Regions from separate parts of the Lactuca sativa genome. Here region 1 is linked to region 2. The links are chromatin contacts, called in public Hi-C maps. All regions are on one chromosome and are shown on one strand. The core of a region is the stretch at or near the end of the contact, and the rest is flanking DNA. Distances in the headings are between cores, read along the strand shown. Region 1 holds the start of LOC111882116 (pentatricopeptide repeat-containing protein At1g18900). Region 2 holds the start of LOC111882099 (zinc finger protein BRUTUS-like At1g18910).

Region 1 (6,669 bases), core at 2,695-5,194, 160 kb after region 2:
GCTTCCCTTGAGCATGTCCTTGAGATGAAGACGGTGGCCTTCGAGGATGTGGTTGGGCGGTTGAAAGCCTACGAGGAGAGGATGAAGGAGGCTAATGACAGTGGAGAAGGGCTGACGAGGGTGATGTTTGTGAGGTCTTCCAGCGATAGTAGTTTGAGCAGCGGTGTTGGTTCGAGTAGTCACAAGTTGTCGCAGAATGATTCAAGGAGGAAAGGGGCTGGTAGATCAAATAACTCAAGTGGGCCATCAAACGGGTATAAGTCTCGACAGACCCATGGACCAAAATAGAGAGATAATCGCCCCAATGGTCAAAATAGGCCCAACTTTGATCAAAAGCCCAACTCCAATTCTGATCCGAACCGTAAACTGAAAAAAAATCGACCCAAAATTATTTTTTACCAGTGCGATAAACCAGGCCACTTTGTGTTTCAATGCCCGGACTGAATCCAAAAGTTACAAGAAAGTAATATCGTCGAATTTGACGATATCGATATGGCCATATTTTTACATGAGACCTTGTTTTTAAATGAAGAGAAGGTGATACCGTCTCGATACAACTTCCAAGATAACGGTGTGTACTATTTGGATAATGGGGCGAGCAATCACAAGACAGGAAACCAATCATTTTTCTCCTAGCTTGATGAGGGCATAATTGGGAGGGTTAAATTCGGAGATAATTTGTGTGTAAAAATCAAAGGAAAAGGTGATATATTTTTCCAAGGCAAAAGGGGTCAACAAAGGCTGATGACGGGGATTTACTACATACCAGATCCTAAGAACAATATTATTAGTCTCAGACAAGCAACCGAAGCCGGATGTGATATTTGAATGAAAGACAACTATTTGACCATGCATGATGCTGATAGTTGCTTATTAATGAAGGTACAAAGAACTCCAAACTGCCTTTATAAAATAAAATTACAAATTGGAGTACCTATTTGCCTTCATTCGAGACTAACTGAAAATACGTGGTGATGGCATGCAAGACTTGGGCACATCAATTTCGAGTCAATGAAGAAGATTTCCAAGAGGGGTTTAGTCAAAGGGTTACCCCAATTTGATCATGAGAATCAATTGTGTGAGTCTTGCTTGGTGGCCAAGCAAACAAGAAAGTCATTCCCATCTATGACGACATACAAAGCAAAACGACCATTGGAATTAGTTCATGGTGATTTATGTGGTCCGATCACGCTGGCAACCAAGGGTCAAATTTGATATGTCTTCACACTAATTGATGATTTTTCATGATTGATGTAGATTTATCTCATGAAAGAAAAAAGTGAGGCATTTATACACTTCAAAAATTCAAAGCTTTGGTGGAGAATGAAATTAGAAAGCCTTTAAAAGTGTTTATAAGTAATCGAGGAGGCAAGTTTACTTCTCTCGAGTTTAATTCTTTTTGTGATCAAAACGAAGTCAAACGCTACTTTACCGCCCCATACTCTCCACAATAAAACAGAATTGTGGAACGAAGAAACTGAACACTTATGGACATGAAATGAAGTATAATTAAGGCAACGCGTGTTCCAAACTACTTATGGGGAGAAGCGGTAAATCATTCTACAAATCTAATCAAACATGTCTATACAAGAGTCCTTGGTGCTACAACTCCATACGAAAAGTTGTATAAAAGAAAACCGAATTTAGAAAATGTTTGTATATTTGGGTGTCTAGCATATGCAAAAGTTGAACCGGTGAATCTAAAGAAGTTGGATGCAAGATCAAGACCACTAGTGCATGTTGGTTCCAAACTGGGTACAAAAGCTTATCGATTATTTAACCCGACGACATAAAAAATAATTGTGAGTCAAGACGTTATTTTTGATGAAACCAAAGGGTGTGATTGGATTAAAGAAGCAGGTACCAACGATGAAGAATCAGGCTCATTCATAATACCATGGGACTACCCAGAAGACGAGATGAACAACAATCAAGGAAACAATGTAAATAACAATCCAATTGAACCAACTGAATCAGATCATGAGTTTGGAGGCGGAGCGGAAGTACAAGATAATGAACAACCAAGTCCGGTCAATAATAATATTCAACAAGGAGCTGCAAACCAAAAGCCCTTGAGAACAAGAGTACCTCCAAGGCAATTTCAAGATTATGAGCTTGATCTTGATAATCTCGAAGAATTTCTTCTTATAACGAATGATGAGCCGATATCGATTGAAGAAGCGAAGAAAGAACCAGAGTGGGTTAAAGTGATGAATGCATAAATTAATTCAATAAACAAGAATAATACTTGGACTCTCGTGAACAAGCCTATGGGGTGAAGCCAATTGGACTCAAGTGGATATTTAAATTGAAGAAAAATGCAGACGACACCATTAATAAATACAAGGAAAGGTTGGTTGCTAAAGGTTACGTGCAACAACCCGATATTGATTTTCAAGAAGTATTTGCTTTGGTAGTTCGAATTGAAACCATTTGGTTTCTTATAGCCTTAGCCACTACTCATGGGTGGGAGCTTCACCACTTAGATGTTAAAACAACGTTCTTACATGTAGAATTGAAGGAAACCGTTTACGTATCGCAACCGGAAGACTATATAAAGAAAGGCATCAAGCATAAAGTATATCGCCTCAAAAAGCACTATATGGTCTAAGACAAGCACCTCGAGCATGGAACATGAAGCTTGATGGGATTTTCAAGAGTATTAAATTTCAAAAGTGCATGAAAGAAACATCGGTGTACCGAAAAAGTGAAGAATCTAACTTGCTAATTTTAGCAAATTATCTTGATGATTTATTTGTCACGGGTAAAAATTATGCTGAAAACAAACAAGTGGAGGTGGTGTACATTCCCGAGGAGGAACAAAAGGCGGAAATTCTTACAAGTTCAAGGAAATACGGAGTGTGATCGGGATTGAAGACGTCTCTAGAAGGACTTATAGATTCGAGGGTGATTGTTGGAATCCTATGTTTGAGGATCAAGCAATCCATTTTATGGCAAGTTGGTCATAAGTTTCCTATTCTAATACAAGTTGTTATGTTAGGCTATATATTCATATCCCTAATTGAGTTTATGATTATGAGAACAGATTGTAAACCATTAGTTTTGAGTTAGTTTTTCCAATTAAGCAAAGAGTGAATTTTGATTACTTTTTGTTTTGCATTCTTGTTTTCTTACCTATAATACCTACCAACAATAATCCTGCTGTTGATGCAAGCCCAATCATGAAGATGCAAACTCTCGATAGACTTAGAGAAACACCACAAATCACCACACTAGTGAAGGACAAGAATAATATGCCATCAACCACAACGATGAGTGAGTCTCGAACTTAGAATAAGCTTCAATAAAAGACTTTGAGGCATTCATCATTCTTCTTATTGTGTATTATTTCTCATCATCATTCTTCTTATTTTCCCCCCAAATCGTCATTTTTAATGAAGAAAATTGATTTTTTAAAACGGAAAACAAGTTAGAAATTCAATCCAAAAATATGAACATGTTCAAAATTCAATAAAAAACACGAAGAACAAGTTCAAAAATAATAAACACGTTGGAATTTCGACCTACATATGGATATTCCAAGTGAATAAGAATTTCAACCTAATTTTTCTACAGAAAGAGAATGTAGTTCGATATTTCAAACTACTTTTACAGTAAAATAAAATTAAAATTTGAAATTATTTTTATCATGAAAAAATAATTTGAAAAATGTAAAACTTTGAAATTATTGATTATTTACTTAAAAAATTAAAAATTATCATTACTTCCAACATTATATAAATTTGGACGAATATCACTAATAAATGAGTTAGATTTTAATTTCATGGAACAAAAAATATAATAAAAAGTAGAAAAGAAAAGGTAAAAGGAAAATGAGAGAGGGGTTTGCTAAAAGCATTGTAGGAGTGAGAAGAAATCCGTGAAGGTGGGAACGCGTGGATACCAAAATCAACAGAAAAAATAATCACAATATAGGGTTTACAAACATACCACCAATTCACTCCCAACTAACATAAATAGAAAAATCTCACACAAAACCCCTTCCATTTGTTTGGCCTGCAAAATTAACGCATGCCTTGACTGCTCTTATGGAGAAGTAGCCGCCACATCGTTTCTCTCATCTTCCTCCTCTACCCATCTCAGGTAATGAGCTAATCAATCTTCTTTCATATTTGATTGCATCAATCATTTCTTTTCTCATGTGGTTTCATTCGCCATTGAAATGTTGACTGCTTGGTCAAATGGGGCTACCTTATTGATCCTGATTAGGGTTTTTCTTTTCGTTAAATGTTTCCTAAATCTGTATTATGTTCCATCCTGATCATTTGAAGAAACGGGTTCTTTCTTGAAATTTTTTGGTCTAATATGAATAAATCTTCAGAGCTAAATTTGCCCTGAATTCGATCATTAGAATATCTTGTTGATTGCTCCCTCACAGCCGACACAATTCGTATCCGAATTTTGGGCTCATTTTGGAACCAAAATCGAAATAATTCAGGGCGAAAGGATTGCAAGTATCATTCGATCATTGGGAGTGTAATAAAATAAAACGATCATGGAGATCAATCTTCAATTGGGAGTTTCAGTTTCAAAATTAGGTCTTTTTATGGTAGTAAACGCCTAAATGGCGATCTTTACAAATCTTAGTGTATAACTTAAATTGTTCATACAATTTATGCAGAGAATGTTGCGCACAAAACAGCTAGGTGTTCTTTCCCAATCAGCTAGATCTTTCTTCTTCAGTGGAACAAGATGTAGTGCAGATGGAAGTTCATGCACTTGTCAAGAAGATGAAGCTTGCACTTCCAAAAGGCAAATCCCCAACACAAACAGAACCCGAAATCCACAAACAACATCATCATCCACCTTTGTGCCCAAATCTTCTACTACACCCAATACCAACATAGTTGACCATACACCAAAGTCAAAACCCGATTGTGTAACTTATGCTGATGAAATCGACACCTCAATCCAGCCATCTGGTCTTACAACCGGGCACTTTGTTCGGGCAGGAATCGCAGCAGTCAACTTTCTAAACGATGTGGTCAACTACAAGATACCCATGACCGAAGGGTCAAGTCAAAACTATGTGGTTGACCATGGCCGACCTATTCCAAATGTCAAACCTTACAAAAAAGTTATTCCTGAAAAAACAACTTCAAGTGATAAATCATCGAATGTTAAAGTGTACAAAAAAATTGAACCACAAACATCTGCTCAAAAAAACCCCACAAGTGTCGCGAAAAGCAAACCATCGGGTAAAACAGCCCCCAACTTTCAAAACCAAAACACGAAAAGATCAAAAGATTGTGTAAACCAGTTCATGGTAACACGAGGAATATCAACAAAACCCGTTTCACAACCGGGTCGACAGTTTTCCGGTTCGGGTCATATGGTGGAAACAGTTTGTCAGATATTGAGAAATTCAAAGTGGGGCCCGGGAATAGAACAAGCGTTATGGAATCTAAACGGGTCATTAGATGTATACCAAGCGAATCAAGTACTCAAACAGCTTCAAGATCATTCAATAGCTCTTAACTTTTTCTACTGGTTAAAAACTCAACCCGGGTTTAACCACGATGGTCACACTTACACAACCATGGTTGGGATCTTGGGTCGGGCCAAACAATTCGGGTCAATTGACAAATTACTTGATCAAATGGTTCGAGATGGATACCCCCCAAATGTTGTCACATACAATCGGTTAATCCATAGCTATGGACGTGCAAATTTTCTAAAAAAATCACTCGAGATTTTCGATCAAATGCAAAAAGAAGGGGTGAAACCCGATAGGGTTACATATTGTACCCTAATTGACATCCATGCGAAAGCAGGGTATCTTGATATTGCCATGGGTATGTATCAAAGAATGCAAGAAGCCGGACTTTCACCCGATACATTCACTTTCAGTGTAATCATAAATTGTTTGGGAAAAGCGGGTCATTTAGACGCAGCGTTGAAGTTATTTTGTGAAATGGTTAGTCAAGGTTGTATCCCGAATCTAGTGACTTACAATATCATGATCGCGTTACAAGCAAAAGCAAGAAACTACCCGATTGCTTTGAAGGTGTATCGGGACATGCAAAGCGCCGGATTCGAGCCCGATAACGTGACATATAGTATAGTAATGGAGGTTCTTGGACATTGCGGGTATCTCGAAGAAGCGGAAGCCGTATTTACGGAAATGACCCGAAAAAACTGGGTCCCGGATGAGCCGGTGTACGGGCTTCTTGTCGACTTGTGGGGTAAATCCGGAAATGTCGAAAAAGCGTGGGGGTGGTATCGGGCGATGTTAGACGCGGGGTTACTTCCGAATGTTCCGACTTGTAATTCTTTGTTAAGCGCGTTTCTTCGGGTGCATAGGCTTTCGGATGCGTATAGTTTAGTTCAAAGTATGCGTAGTCTAGGGCTAAATCCGTCTTTACAGACGTACACTTTACTTCTTAGTTGTTGTACGGAGGCTCAAACAGCGGTTGACATGCGGTTTTTTCACGAGGTGATGTGTCTCACGGGCCACCCTGCGGACCGTTTTCTTCGGTCGATGCCCTCCGCGGGCCCCGATGGGCAAAATGTGAGGGACCACGTGACAAAGTTTTTGGATCTTATGCATAGTGAGGATAGGGAAAGTAAACGCGGACTTGTGGACGCGGTGGTTGACTTTTTACATAAGTCGGGGTTGAAGGAGGAGGCGGGGTCCGTTTGGGAGGT
Region 2 (6,427 bases), core at 998-3,497:
CAAAACAATGGTTATTAATAAAATGTTAAATAAATAAAGGTTGCTTATATATGAAATGTGAATATTTATGTGATGCGCAGTTCTTTATATGGTATTTGGTTGATCATATATGTTTTTTGGTAGAACCGTGCTTAAAAATATATGAATGTATGTGGTCGAATATGAGATTAAATAATTATGATATACAGTTGTTTTCTTAGAGATATTTGTCTATCATTTTTATGTTTCATCATAAAATGAATTATTGACCTTGTATGTTATGTCATGTACCAAGTCTGGGGACCCGTGCTTATAAAGCATGTCATGGCATTGAGCAATGTTAATGTCTTAGTTCTACTGTTGAGATAGAGGAAATGAGCTGAGTCCCACATGTTTTTACTAAGAGATCGATCTTGTATTTTATATCATGTACCAAGTTTGGCGACTCGTATGCCTTAAGCTTGACAAGTCAGTATCATTGAACTTGTCGATCCATTCTCCAAGCAAATGTCATTGATCAAGTATGATAGTCAGACAAGGTCAAAGGATCAACTATGATAGTCACATAAGGTCAAAGGCAATAGATTTGCAAATGAACTGGCTTGAGCATATTTAATTTAGTTTGTTTTGTGTTTCGGAACTTAAGCAATACAAGTCTTTGTTTGTTTTGGGATCATTAAGTGGAGACCTTAATTAGTCATTTCATTAGTTAATCATTGTGTTCCCCGTTTACATGTTTAGTACCACTTCAAGAATATTAATTTATTCAAAAATCAAACATCAATCCTAATCTTGTTCAATATTGACCCCTTTCCATTTGAAATCATATAAATTATTTTTCTTTACATTTGAAACCGTGTATATATATATATATATATATATATATATATATATATATATATATATATATATATGTATGTATATATATATATATATATATATATATATATATATATGTATGTATGTATATATATTTATTTAAAAACCACATTTTTATATAAATACAATGTTCTTTTTACATTTAAACCATAATGTTATGTACAAATATATTAATTATATTATAATCGTACTTATCATCAAATAGACAACTTTTATATGAGCTTGGAGATGCAAATAGTAAGATAATCTAATTTAATCTCAAGAACACGAGGGTTTGGGGTTGCTTTAATTACCAAGTGACCGTTCGTTATATATATTTATGATTTTTGGTTCTTACATATATATACTTTTTCTCCACTTAACATTACTATGCAAAAATCTTCTCTCAAAGAATATCAAAGAGGCTAAATGTATTTTTGTTTCGGAATTTTAGATTTTATATGAAATCCAAATTAAGTTTTATTGGATTATCCAAAATGTGGTTTCAAGTTAATCAGTTATCTTGTCACGCCAGCGCCACATAATCAAACAATATATGAAAAATACAGCTATAATATAATTAATACATATTTATAAATAACATTATGATTTAAATATAAATAACATTGTATATATACAAAAAAAAGATATGGTTTTAAAATGCAAAAACCATATTATCAATAAAAAAATATATTTATGTGGTTTCAAATATAAAAAAATTATTTATACAATTTCAATTGTAAAAAAACAATATTAAACAAGAAAATGAAGTGTCGTTTTTAAAACGTACAAAATTAAAAAAAAATGATGTTCGATTCGGAATAAAAAAATGACAACATTAAAAAAGAAATTAAAAAAAATAATGTTCGATTTTGAACAAACTATGTGCCAAAATTGAAAAAAAAAACATAGTTTGAAAATTTACATCATCATAACACGTCAACAGACAACCTAGTCAATATAGTTAAAATTATAACAAATTAATAAATGAAATGTTAAATGTAAAAAATAACATAGACTCAAAACTTTTATGAAAAAATTTTCAATTTTTTATTCCTAAAATGGGTGACAATAATTGTCCTTAATTTTTTCATTATTTTGTAATACAAAATTAAAGAAAATAGTTTTTTCTTTTCTCTAAATATTATTTGATTTAGGTCTAGAGGCGCGTGCAAAGAGTAAACCGTGGAACAGCATGTTCAACGCCTCTTCATCTCTAACCTACAGACAAACGTGGAAGCATCCCCCCGTTAAAAAATAGGAGGCGAAGGCCGTTAGGTACAACATCTCAATCATCACACCGTCGTTACACAAACGACCAAATTTAATAATTCCAAAAATAAATAATTAAAAATAAATAAAATACCGCACGAAGCTTTGAACGGCCAATGCCAGAGAGATAATGCCTGAGACTCTGCAGTGGTCGTTATATTCACCACAACTTCCATGCCGGAACTTCCCTTTGTCTCTCTCGTCGTTTTCTGTGTTATGCGGCGGTGGTCGACGTTTTTATGGCTGACGACGACTAGCTCAATTCCGCCCCTCAGGAGGAGGCGGAGATACCGCCTGAAGTAATCGCAAAGCGTTGACATCTCCCTCTCTCTCAGTCTTATGTCGTCGGCATTTGAACTTGCTGTTATCCCTGGTGTTCGACTCCGTGAAGCTCCTGTTCTCTTGTTGTTGCACTTTCACAATGCTCTTCGTGAAGAAGTTACTGACCTCCGTCGTACTGCGGCGGAGGCGTTGGACAGCAGGATCTACGGTGTTGACTTGATTCAGGAACTCCGCCGTAGATTTGAGTTTCTGAAGCTTGTTAATAAGTATCACTCCGTTGCTGAAGATGAGGTTTCTTCATTTTCCTGAATCTGATTTCTGTTTACTAATAATTTAACACCGACACTAATTACTCTATGTTGAAACCACCGTCGAATAGCTTATTACCTTTTTCATGAACTTTTCCCTCGGGTTGACTTTTAAACTTTGAATTTTTCTGCTTATAATTAAGGATTTGTTTCGAATTGATTGTTTGTGAGCTAAATGCTTAAGTAATCCAATTGACTATGATGATATTTGAGGTTTTTAGGCACATTTCACTTGATTAATTTCAGGTGATTTTTAGAGCTCTGGATGTACATGTAAAGAATGTGGTGTCTGCGTATTCACTTGAGCACACAAGCTCAGAGGATATTTTGGACTCGATTTTCCATTATTTAGATGTTTTGGAGAAGGAAGATGAAAGGTCTATTTCCAAGCCATTTCAAGAACTTGTGTACTTCATCTGTACATTGCAATCCAGCATTTGCAAACATATGGCCAAAGAAGAAGAACAGGTATGACACACATTCTTGCTTAATGCTCACAATCATATTAAATTGGGTTCCTCATTTGTGGAGATTATGGGCATTTGTCCTGAGATCCCATTTTCATTTGTACGATTATGCTACATATATACGTACTAATTTGGCATGAGGTCCTTATGCTTGAAGGAAACAAAGACCATGATTAAACAGCTCTGTATAAACACACATTACCTTCTAATAGACTTGGCTAACTACAAATTTGGAATTATTTGCACTGAAATATAGTACAACTCTGAAACTTTCCCTTTAAATATATCATAACAAAAACACAATATTATTGAATTTCGGAATATAGATACCAATTAATCTCAACATTCCACAATAAGTTAAATGCATCCAGTCTTTTGCAAGGGTTTCGTTAGAATATCTGAAAATGTTGCACTCTAGGATTATGGATCAATCAACTACAGAAACCAAAACCTTTTCTTGGTAGTTAGCTTGAATTCGATGGCCTAATTTTATGAATCAAAAGACAAAGATTAGGGTTATGTGGAGAGATCGAGATTGAAACGAAAAAGGAATGCGAGAAAGATCTGTTTGTAAAGAACAGATGGCCAGACCCAGAGCAGTGGTTGCCACCTCTACCTGACTGACGGGAGAAACCATCCAAACGCCGCAATGCCCGCCATTGCCGTCACAGCCACCGGAACAAATTCCACCACCGCTGCCACAAATATAAAGTCTGCTGCACACAACAGCAGAATAAAGTAGTGTAGCGGTGATTAAAACCATTGCAGTTGTTGCAAACAGAGTAAGGGCGATAAGTGGTCCTCCGATGGCGACGGCGGCAGGAGATTCCGGCGATTGCCTAAACCACCGCAATCTTTATAATCACAAGCCCACAAATATCTCATCTTCGTTTCATTGCCTACACCTTAACCCAGTGGGGTGCGAGGGGTTGCAGTGTCGCCGGAGATCTGTTGGAGAAGACCCAAAACCTAAACAGGCAATAGCCGGTAAAATTCTACATTTTGGTCGGTATTATTGACCCTTGTTTAATTCAGTTTTTTCAAAATAGAAGAAGCTTATTAAAATGATCAAAGATAGATGGGTTATTATTACAAAATGATTGTGGTTTAAATAAATACATAAAATGACTATGAAGATAGAAGTTTGTGAAATATTTATTTAAGAAACTTTTTTTTTTCTGCAAAATCACTTGACTTTTCATAAAATGTTATGTGATATAAAGTGTAAGCTGACATAGTATGTGCAAGAGATATAAAGTTAATTATCTCCTATCTCTACCACCACCATACGTCTGTTCAAGTGATATAAAGTTTTTAAACTTTCATCTTTCGTAGAGAGGTCTATTATCATCCATGACTTAAAAGTGTTGAGTCAGATAATGAAATGCTAATTTGTTCAACGTGGATTCCTTACAACCATATCCTATTAAGCTTTACACTGAACTTCTCTTGTGAACTCCATTTAAATTTACTACTTGATCATTATTCGACTCAAAACACATCATTGGTTGAATTCATATGAACATTTACAATGGAACAGGTTTTTCCATTGCTGACTCAGCAGTTCACTACAGAGGAACAGGCGTCATTCGTCTGGCAGTTCATCTGTAGTGTTCCTATGTTACTCTTAGAAGACTTTTTTCAGTGGATGAACTCCTTTCTCTCTTCAGACGAAAGGGAAAATGTTCTACAATGTCTTAGAGAAGTTGTCCCTAAAGATATATTCCTACAAGAGGTATATATAAAGATTTAAATCTGAAAACAATTGTTTTATTTAATTTTTTTGACATATATCCATTTTTTGAAGGTTGTAATATCGTGTCTTAAAGCAAAGGAGGAAAATACGAGTGTGGACTTTGATAAATATGGAAAAGGGTCTTTATTCCTGAATGGGCAGGCGAATTTCCGGAAGATTCTAGAAGTTTATTCATCCGAGGGTGATGTTGAAGAACATCCAATCCCAGGACCTATTCAATACAGTCCATGGGATGGTGCACGTTTATGGCATGCTGCCTTTAGTAAGGATCTTCTAGATGTTTTGGAGGAGCTATATTCAATTCAAGATTCGAATGATTTTTCTGGCCTAGTTCCTGCAATTGTGCAGTTAAAGTTTTTTGCTGATGCCATCATATTCTACAGGTAATAATATATATAAAATAGAATCAATTAATTAATTTATGAAAAATTTACATGATTGGTCCTTACGGTTTGGCAGAATTTACATGGTGAGGACAACTATCAAAACGTCTACACGTTTGTCTCTATGGTTTCGGTTTTTACTTGCATGGTCGTGTTTGTCCCTAATTTGATTTTTTAACTTTTTAATTATAAACAAAAAGAAACGTAGTTGGACCCCACCACTCCCACCTACTCATCCACCCCTCTTATTTCGATCATTTGGACAAGAACCACTTCAAAATTGCAAGAAATTGAAACGACAGGGACCAAACGGGTAAAAGTTTTGATAGTTGTCCTCACCAAATCATGGGACCAATCTTGTAATTTTGTGTTAATTTTTTGATTTGTTGAAACTTCATGCTTGATGCAGAAATCTGATGAATTATTTAAAATTTTCAGCAATGCATTGGATAAACTGTTCTACTCTATGTGCATTGAATTGGCTGAAGACTGCCCAGCTCCTTCTTATCAACGTTTCTTGGATGACAGTCAAATCGAAGGGTTGCAGTTGTTGCTATATAGCAAGAATGAAAATGTATTGTCAGCAAGAGACTTTTTGGAGAAGCTATGTCACAAACTCAAAATATCTGCCATAGGGATCCGCAAATACCTCACGTTTGTTGAAAAAGATGTAAGATTCTTTTTTACTGATATTTGTTTGATAAAACTGAATCATTTAGTTCTAAATGATTCAAACCTCTGAACGGTTAAGGAACGGTGCTTCCTTAACTATTCAGAAGATTTTGATCCTTATAGAATTAGTTCTATTCAGAGGTTATCAAACAGCCTGTTAATATGAACTTACCAACATCTCGCATTCTCGTTTCCTGGCAGGTTTTCCCTTATATGGGTATGAACTGCAGCCGTAACATGCAGCGGCGGCTATTATACGCGAGCCTCGAGATGATGCCACTTGGGTTACTCAAATGCATATTTACCTGGTTCTCAAGTCGTTTATCTGAGGAACAATCAAAGTCCATTATGCATAGCATAAAACAAGGAGGCCTCCTTATCAACAATTCGCTATCTTCCCTTTTACACGAATGGGTACGAATCGGTTACTCTGGCAAAACATCTGTGGAA

Evidence for each region. Hi-C and Micro-C count contacts between places; a contact is called where the count stands out from the background.
Region 1: a contact with region 2 is called in a Hi-C map of seed, with 2.6 times the contacts expected there. The contact joins the promoter of LOC111882116 here to the promoter of LOC111882099 in region 2. A contact is called at or near these places in 2 of 4 Hi-C or Micro-C datasets (leaf and seed).

Annotation. Positions count from the first base shown.
Region 1 is chr4:193,639,586-193,646,254 of Lsat_Salinas_v11, forward strand. LOC111882116 (pentatricopeptide repeat-containing protein At1g18900) reads left to right here and starts at 3,945. Exons shown (of 2, transcript XM_023878483.3): 1 at 3,945-4,104; 2 at 4,643-6,669. The coding sequence starts at 4,646.
Region 2 is chr4:193,477,868-193,484,294 of Lsat_Salinas_v11, forward strand. It overlaps LOC111882099 (zinc finger protein BRUTUS-like At1g18910), which reads left to right and starts at 2,248. Exons shown (of 13, transcript XM_023878462.3): 1 at 2,248-2,682; 2 at 2,946-3,167; 3 at 4,707-4,901; 4 at 4,974-5,305; 5 at 5,744-5,975; 6 at 6,179-6,427. The coding sequence starts at 2,449. LOC122197381 (a long non-coding RNA gene) reads right to left here and starts at 2,336. Exons shown (of 2, transcript XR_006190770.2): 1 at 2,204-2,336; 2 at 2,012-2,058.